Linked DNA regions of Zea mays: regions 1 and 2 are each linked to region 3. A link is a contact called in public Hi-C data. All regions are on one chromosome and are shown on one strand. The core of a region is the stretch at or near the end of the contact, and the rest is flanking DNA. Distances in the headings are between cores, read along the strand shown.

What was found. A called contact is a pair of places that touch in the nucleus more often than the background predicts.
Region 1: a Hi-C map of ear shows a contact between it and region 3, with 2.3 times the contacts expected there. The contact joins the enhancer-like site here to the promoter of LOC100194281 in region 3. A contact is called at or near these places in 2 of 25 Hi-C or Micro-C datasets (ear and tassel).
Region 2: a Hi-C map of tassel shows a contact between it and region 3, with 2.0 times the contacts expected there. The contact joins the promoter of LOC100277416 here to the promoter of LOC100194281 in region 3. A contact is called at or near these places in 2 of 25 Hi-C or Micro-C datasets (ear and tassel).

Annotation. Positions count from the first base shown.
Region 1 is chr2:10,372,333-10,375,032 of Zm-B73-REFERENCE-NAM-5.0, reverse strand. It overlaps the pseudogene LOC103645940. Among protein-coding and RNA genes, the nearest start is that of LOC103645941, 37 kb to the left of the region's middle. Within about 2 kb of position 1,347, at least 19 of the 20 cell types and tissues checked have an H3K27ac peak or open chromatin away from gene starts, as enhancers often do. A contact at or near this core is called in ear and tassel, where this site is marked.
Region 2 is chr2:10,414,386-10,417,220 of Zm-B73-REFERENCE-NAM-5.0, reverse strand. LOC100277416 reads right to left here and starts at 1,563. Exons shown (of 10, transcript NM_001150981.2): 1 at 1,234-1,563; 2 at 1,084-1,152; 3 at 1-53. The coding sequence starts at 1,503. LOC111590992 (U5 spliceosomal RNA) reads left to right here and starts at 2,700; the gene lies at 2,700-2,817.
Region 3 is chr2:9,991,485-9,994,184 of Zm-B73-REFERENCE-NAM-5.0, reverse strand. It overlaps LOC100194281 (Imidazoleglycerol-phosphate dehydratase 1 chloroplastic), which reads left to right and starts at 1,313. Exons shown (of 8, transcript NM_001367084.1): 1 at 1,313-1,588; 2 at 1,764-1,891. The coding sequence starts at 1,387.

The DNA of each region.
Region 1 (2,700 bases), core at 98-2,597, 380 kb before region 3:
CGGTGACTTGAACTACTATCCTAGGTTAAGAATGAGCTAGGAATTGCGGGGAAAAGCTACCGAGCTTGAAATCGGAATACGAGCGGAGCACTCCTCGTTTCTCCGACGGGCAAGTGAGACACGGCCGTCTGCGCCGTCGAAGAGCAATGGTATGCGCCCAGCGGCGGCCGGCGATCCCTCGGCCATTTCGAGGTGGATTGGTGCGGAGCGGAAACAGCAGAGACCGGAGAAAATTTGCAACTTGCTAATGGGCTTGGCCCAACAAGAGTCCACAGCCGACAGCTACCCCGAGAAAACAAGCCCTCTGTACCGCAGAAATCTCATGCCAAAAAAGCTTAGTATTTGTTCTGAAATAATCTCATGCCAAAAAAAAGGGACAGCAAGCAGTTGGCGAAGGGACTATACATAGTACATAGTTTGAAGAAAAAAAAAGAGTGCAGGCCTTAGAGACGAGCTTTAGGCAGGCAGCACATACAGTTTAACGAGGTGAGTGAGGTTCCGCAGCTCCTCAGGTATGGGGCCAACTGCGTCCAGTGTGTTTATCTTCCTGCACCGCCACCGGCATCGGATGGGAAAAAAAATTGGTGAATCTGTCATGGAGAGAGAGATAGAGAAAGGGAGCGCGGCGGCGGCGGCGGCAGCTCTGGACTCACAGTCTAGTGACATGGCAGAGCGTGTTGTTTTGGTCGGAACAGTCGCACTTGATGGCCGGGTTGAACGCAGGGTTGTCGTCGATGGACGTGTCGTCCGTCGCGGCGCCGCTGCAGGGGTTCCCGCTGATGTTCCACGACGGCGGCGCGCTCAGCCTCAGCTTGCTCAGGATCGCGTTCACCGCCGCCGCTGTCCACAGAGCCAAGGCAAGCCTCTCTCTCATCGGCACACGAACAACCATCGCTATAGCTTACAGAGCACAGCTCTGTCGATCGAGTGGGGTACATGCATAATTGCATACCCTATTACATACGTACCTTCCACCGGATCAGTCTGAGGCGCCTGCTGCGCCTGGGCAGCCACCCTCCAAGAACTCAGCAGCAGCAGCAGCAAGAACAGCAGCACGGGGGAGGGAAAGCCATGGAGGAGGCCGCCGCCGCCGCCGACACTCAGCCTGGGCTTCCTCATCTCTCCCTGCCCGGAGCTTGCTTGCTCGATCGTCCCTTCTCTGCCTGCTCGCTCTGCTGCTCCTGCTTCTGCTCCCTTCAGATATCTCTGAAACAAGTGGGGGATCGAAATCGAGTTGTCGAACCGAACAGAAGAAATGGACAAACGTGTCACACTCACATGACAGCAGCTACATTTATATGGAATCGTGCAATGACGCAGCGAGTAGGGCCCGCACAGCGGTAGCCACTGCCACTTGGCCTATATGAAATTGGCGCCACCAAAAGGCAGCAGATACTCTGGCACGCTGGAGAGAAAGCCAGGGCACTGATCAAGCTCGTTAGGTGGTGATTATGGAATTAACTAGTCATGATGATGGTGGGTGGTGTGGTTTCACGTTGGGGCTCGTCATTGAACAGCTCGATTTAGGTTTTTAAAGAACCCAAGTTGAAGGGGACCTTATCTGAGCTGACAAGACACAGGTCCAATGAATCCAGTGGAACAATAGTTTAGACTCCCGCACTTTTGTTATTGTACAACGTCGACCTCCAATCTCCATTATATAGGGCGTTTTGTGACTTGACAACTTCCACTATACTATAAGCAAATGGTGGTAGTTTATGGGGTGTTTAAATGCACTAGAGTTAATAGTTAGTGGCTAAAATTAGTTAGAGACGTTCAAACACTCTATCTAATATTTCAGCTATCAACTATTTTTAATAAATTAGCTAGTAGTTATCTATTTGTTAGCCAGCTAATTCTACCATCAAATTTTTAGCTAACTAACTATTAGCTCTAGTGCATTTAAACATCCGCTTAGTTTTTTTTCTAATCGTACCAGTATAGTAGGTGCTAGCTAGGCGAAAATGATAAAAACGGTCAGAGTGGTTACATGCATGAGGTATAACACGTGGATACCTGCATTTCTTTCCTTTCGGCCGTACTGCCCAAGTGTGCCAACTTGACTTCAATCCCAACGTCGTCACCTGCCGTTGATTAATCGTTTTTTTCTTTGATCAGCTTAGAGAAAGGAGAAACTGGACGCCCGTTTGCCAGAAATTTCAACACGGAAACGAAGCCCTACGTCAGCGCGCAACGCAAACAACATGCGCCCGTCTCGCGTTAACTGTCACACGAAAGTCGTACTTGATCGACTCCCCCCATCCCTAAGGGCCTGTTCGTTTTTCACGGATTGAAGACCTGAAATAGTTCCTAACCGGATTGTTTCTCTAATTTATATAAGTTTTGATAGGTTGGAATAAATCCGGGTCCAATCCTAGAGAAACGAACGGGGCCTAAACATGTTCAAAAACTTCGAGCATGGGACACTTCTTTGTCATGCAAAATTTCGGGCTAACTATCTCTTTGACAGCATATTACACAGCACACGGAGGACTAGATTTTAAATAACAAGTATAAAACTAAGAGCACCAAATTAAGTGCAGATAAATACTAGTAATTCGGTTAGCTTTATCGTACCGATGCCGACATCCTACCCACCCAACCATGCATTCGTCTTACAGGCTCCTCGTATACATTCACCTCTACCATCTGCCTCAACACCGATAAGGAAGTCTCTTCTAACCGGCATGCGGCAATAAT
Region 2 (2,835 bases), core at 314-2,813, 420 kb before region 3:
AATAGATTATCTTCACTTAACGATTTCATCAGTTGTTTCTTAAAAGCCTCCAACTGCACAGAATGAACAATCTCTGGTAATTCGGGTAACTAGCAAAGTGCATTTTTTCATGTTGAATAGAAGTAGAGTCTGACAAACTTCATGCTGGTTAGAATTCCTTGCCAGGCTCATACATGTGACATCATTCAAGGAAATGGCAAATAACCAGTTTATGATTCATCAGTCACCAGAATCACAGACAAGTAATGTTCCGTTCGAAAATTTCAGTCAATTCCATAAAAAAAAACATCCAATTATTATAGTTCCTGCAACACTATGCCTGAAACTGCAACGTGACTGACAGTAAAGTAGTAACTGAACCTGTCCTGTTTTTATGCTATTTCTCTATTGAATCAGTTTCCATAAACCTGGCCTGACAATCTGATACCAATAACACCGTATTCAAAATTATTTACTACCAGCGGCCAGCGGGCTTCTCTAGAATCACATTAATCTGTCACGCAACCTCAATATCTGTAGTAAAATTATCTATTTTCCAACTACACAAAATCCGTAATTAAGACTGAAAGATATAAACCCCCTGCAGTATCACAATTTTGTACCCAGCCAAAGTTGAACCATCTGCCAGAGTAAAATAAAAATAAAAATAAATCTACTACTTCAAATCATCAAGAACAAATCAAAGGCTGTCTCTCTTTCATCACAGTAAGTCAGTAATGATAAAACATAAGACGTACTCTCCACTGCGATGCCGACTACACTACAATAAAACTGGCTCTTTGCACACTACCTACAAACAATGCTAGACATACGGACCATCCAAATTCATAATAATCAAATGCTTGTTTGTCCCATCTTTACCAAATGTCCAAAATCATGGCCACTGAAAAGCACATCTCTGATATACACAAGCAAACAACATTAAAAGAACAGAGTCTGGTGAAAGTCCCCAACAATTCCACTAACTGTACACTCGAAACACACCTCTACCCAAAATTTGCAGGCTTCACATAACAATCAATGCTGAAGCCAAAACCTGTAACCAGAATTGAGATGGGCCTAGGAAGCTAGTAAAGGCCATACCTTCGCCAAATTCCTGGTCAGCTTTTTGGTCGTCGCGGCGAGCGAGTCCCTTTCCTTCGCTAGCTTCGCCTGCGCGACAAAGGATCGTAGTCAAAGAAGCCAATCACAAATCATAATTCTACGGGGCAAAGGGAAGGGCGGGGAGCTTACGTTCTCGTCGAGAGCGGCGGCCAGGCGCGCGTCGGAGTCGGCGAGGCGGGCACGGAGCTCGGCCTCGGCGTGGTCGCGGTCGGCTAGGTCACGGCGGAGGCGCCCAGAGTCGGCCTCGAGGCGGGAGACGCGGGAGGTGATGGCCATGGAGGTGATCTTGCGCGCCACGTCCAGTTGCTCGTACGGGTCGGTGGGGATCACGGCCAGGATCTCGTCGGGAAGGTGAAAGTCTACGCCCGGCGCGGCCGCCGACGCCTCGTACCTCGCCATCGCCGGCGACGGGGCACGGGCGGTTACCTACCTGGCTACCTGGGTGGGTCACTTCTTGGTGGCGCTGGCGCTGGTCCCCGGCGTCGGGGAAGAATAGGAGTGGAAAATTAAGTTTTTTTTTTGTTGAAAATTTCTTGACGGATACCGACGCGGAGTCGCGGATGGACATGTGGTGCCTGGCGTATGCGTATACTGTTGGGTGCTCCATATCATTTTCCACTCATTGTTTCTCCTTTTATTCATTTGGATTTTCTTTGTACATTCTTTTGTTTCTTACATCCGTATTATTATTGGTGAGTTGGTAGGAGCTACACTCTATTCCTCCCATATGATCTAGAATGGCTAGCATTTTTCTCGTTTAGAAAGGTATGTGCTCGAAGCAATGCTAATATACGGAAAAAACACAATTAGAGCATTACCTGTTCTTTTTCATTTATCACATTTTAGTAAAAAAATAAAGTAGCCGACGATAAATATTCGAGAACGGATATTTATAAAACACTTATTATAGCTAGATATCCTCTTCTACCTTTTGTAGGCGACACTTGAACAGAAACTATAAACTTGTGTACTAAGAAAATCTTATTTATCCTCCAACTAATGCAGGGCGGACCCAAGTAGAGCCGAGTGCCGCACATTTTTTGTGTCAAGTACTAGAGTCTAAATTTTAACATGAGGTTCCCTACTCAGCCTAATTTAGATGCCACTGCTATGGTATTTTAGAGTTCATCCTTAGAAGCACATCCTAAGTCATATTTTGTACTAGGTTCGTCCCTGAAGTAACATACATATTGACGTACGGTTGGTACAGAGAATATGTGATGACTAGGTATCTATTCGGACTGGTTGAGCATAAAACTCCTGCTCACCAATTTATTCAGTCCCCAAGTGTCTATAACGTGCCATTGTGCCAAGGTAGAGAAAGAGCAAAAAAAAAAAACCTCTCACAGTAGTCTCACGGAGGTGTCTATCCATCTCTGCTGAGATGGCCTAGCACCAACCGTTGCAAGCGCGCCCTCACGGAGTAACGGGCCAGGCCCAGTTCGCGGCAGCCGCGGGCGCACATAGAGCAGAGCGCGTGCGGCAATCTAGTTCACGGGCACCAGCAGTTTTAGTACCACCTCGCTGCTTTAGGTCTGTTGCAGAACGTGGGAATAGCATATAAGGAGGACCTGGGCAGCCAAGAGAAGCCACGCAGCTGCGCGGTGCACACAGAGCGAACTATTCTTTCGCCTTTTACTAAAGAATACCGTGTGTGCGCCGCAAATAGCAGCATACGCCAATTTTTGAAGGGGATTTCCTTGTTGGAGAACCCCACAATTCAAATATAAG
Region 3 (2,700 bases), core at 64-2,563:
TAGCAGGGAAAATTACAAGTCTTCAATAACACGCCCGCGCAATAAATAATGGTTCCATGAATGCAGAGTGGTTCCTGGTTGAAAAATCTGTGCAGATGATGGGGGAGGGATTCAATGAGGGAAGGAACGAAGCGGAGTTATAGGCTAGGGTGGGCCCCCCGTTCATCCATGTCCAACGCATTTCCTCCAAATCACACGCACGTTTATCAAACCACCTGATGCAAACATCCACCAAATCCATGCATCGAATAGAAATCTTCTTCCTCGCTTGTCTTGGTCTTTGCATTTGAATTGATTGCCTTCTCTGCACTCTCTTATGCTCTATGATCTGCTCTGTAAATACTCTATTGTACAATCTCGGTAGGGAGATTTACAGCACAGCTATCAAAACTGCTACATCAGCTTTTACGTAATTAACCCTGTTCCATCGTGATGAAACACACTTTCTCTTCTTTTATAATTAACATGCTAAGTAATTTAGTTTTTTTTTTGACGTGTCACGATTTTAAATACAAATGAAATCCTGATGGAACTTACACTGACACTAGCCTTAGTAGTGCTGTATAAGAACCAATATGAGTGAAACCTTTCCAATTTGAGGGTCATTTATGTTTTGAAACAGAAAACAGTTGTCAAAGTTATGTTTACAAGAGCGCATCGTTATCAAAAAAAAAAAAAAAAACGCCAAGTGCTTGTAAACAGGAGAAGGCATTTTTCAATAAAATAAAATAATAATTGCAAGTCTATCTGTGTGCTGTGCTAGCGCTACGTGCGCGCGTCAATTTGGTCCAACTGTTCCCAATAAATACACCTTGAATTGGTGGCAGTCTTTATCCCCGCCTTCAATTTCATCACATCCAAAAATGATATTAAAAAAAGGCTACTGCGGACGGTTCCCTCCTCTGAGAGGCAGAGGACAAGTTGGAGTACTGTATAATGATGAGGGGGTATGGATTGCTATATATTTGCTTTTCTGTAATCATGATCACGCGCCAACAAAATAGTTGCATGTAGCTTTTCCTGGAAAATCATCCCGGTTTTATTTTGTTCCTGTTTTTAATAAAATAGTCGAATCTACGTAAACGTAAGCGTCTGTGCATGAACTATTATTTGAAAAATTAATTTGAAATCAGAACGTGGACTTTCTAGGGGAACTGTGGAATGTGGAATTGAAAATAGAAACAAGCCTAGAGAAGAACTCCGAGGCGCGGGCCCAACAAAGTGTTTTCCTCAAATGGCCCAGAAAATGAAGCATCAACCAGCCCAACTAATAAGCAAACCTGCTTCTCTACACCACCCAAGGCCCAATAGAGTCCACGCGCCCTCATCTCCTCCCCAACCCGTTGTCCACTGCCTCCAGGCAAACCGGCAGCGCCGCCGCCGGCGATGACCACCGCGCGGCTCGTCTCAACATCCCCCGCCCGCCTACCCTCCACGTCGGCTTCCCCGATTCCCAGAACCTCGCTGTGTGTTGTCGGTCGTGCCCCTGCTTTCTCCGCTAGGGCGCTCGGCTTCTCGCTTCGTCTCAAGCCGTCGCCTGCCATGGCCGCCGCCGGCCCCCCTACCGCGCATGGAGACTCAATAGGTGGTTCGTGTGTTTCATACTGGAATTTTTTGCTCTCTGTGCAGCTTCGTGTTTGATTTGTTCCTCAGCTGTGCCCAGCACTTCATATTTCATATTTGTTCTTCTTTACGGTAGCTATTTCGACTGACTGTATTTATTCCAAGCACATTTTTTTAATGATTGCGTTCAAAATCTTCAGGATCTTCTAGGATTGGAGAGGTTAAGAGGGTGACCAAAGAGACAAATGTGCACGTGAAGATCAACCTTGATGGCACTGGTGTCGCCGAGTGTAGCACAGGGATACCGTTCTTGGATCACATGCTCGATGTGAGTAGTTTATCTGTGGTAATTAGGGAATCGGGGGCATTTTTATAGACATAATATACTTCTACTTCTTTTTCTTTGTGATTATTTGGTATGCATGGATGGGGAATGATAACAATAGACTTTTTTGTGCAAAAGGGGAGGCTCGTAGTTAACATGAAGCCATCTTGATCAAATCCATAAATTGGACTGATGGAGGCATCTTCTGAAAGGGAAAAAAAATCTTTTTGTGTAATGCAGTTAAGAAGATGTCTACTGCTCTTAGGTCAAGGAGATGTTTAAGAGGGCCAGTAGTACCATCACTTTTTTTTGAGAAAGTGATGTACTGTACATGGATGGAAAACTCTACCACTTTTCTAGTTCCACGTGTTGCTTGTGGTCACTATTGGGACTGTGCTATCAAGCAATTACTTGGCAAAATACCTGTTTCATTTTTCCATTTCATAGCATGATGCGATTTGTGGAGAGAGTGCTACTTCTCTTCCACCTAACAACTAATGTGGTGAGTGGGACGTATGCCTCTAACATAATTGACAAAAATGACTACTGTACGTGAGTAGCACTTGTGAACAAAAAAATAACTGTAAATACTAAAATACAACCATAGTCAGCATGCAAAATTCTTGTAAAAGATCGCCTATTTCCAACTTTCCATTATATTCCCTTGGGAAACATTTTTTAGGCTGCTATTCTTTAAATGGTCTCTATTCTATTTTACTCATGTCATACTCCCTCTGTTCCCTATCTTAAGGTCACAAAGGTTTGTCTTAAGTCAAAGTTTTGAAACTTTGACCAACAATATCTATAAAAAC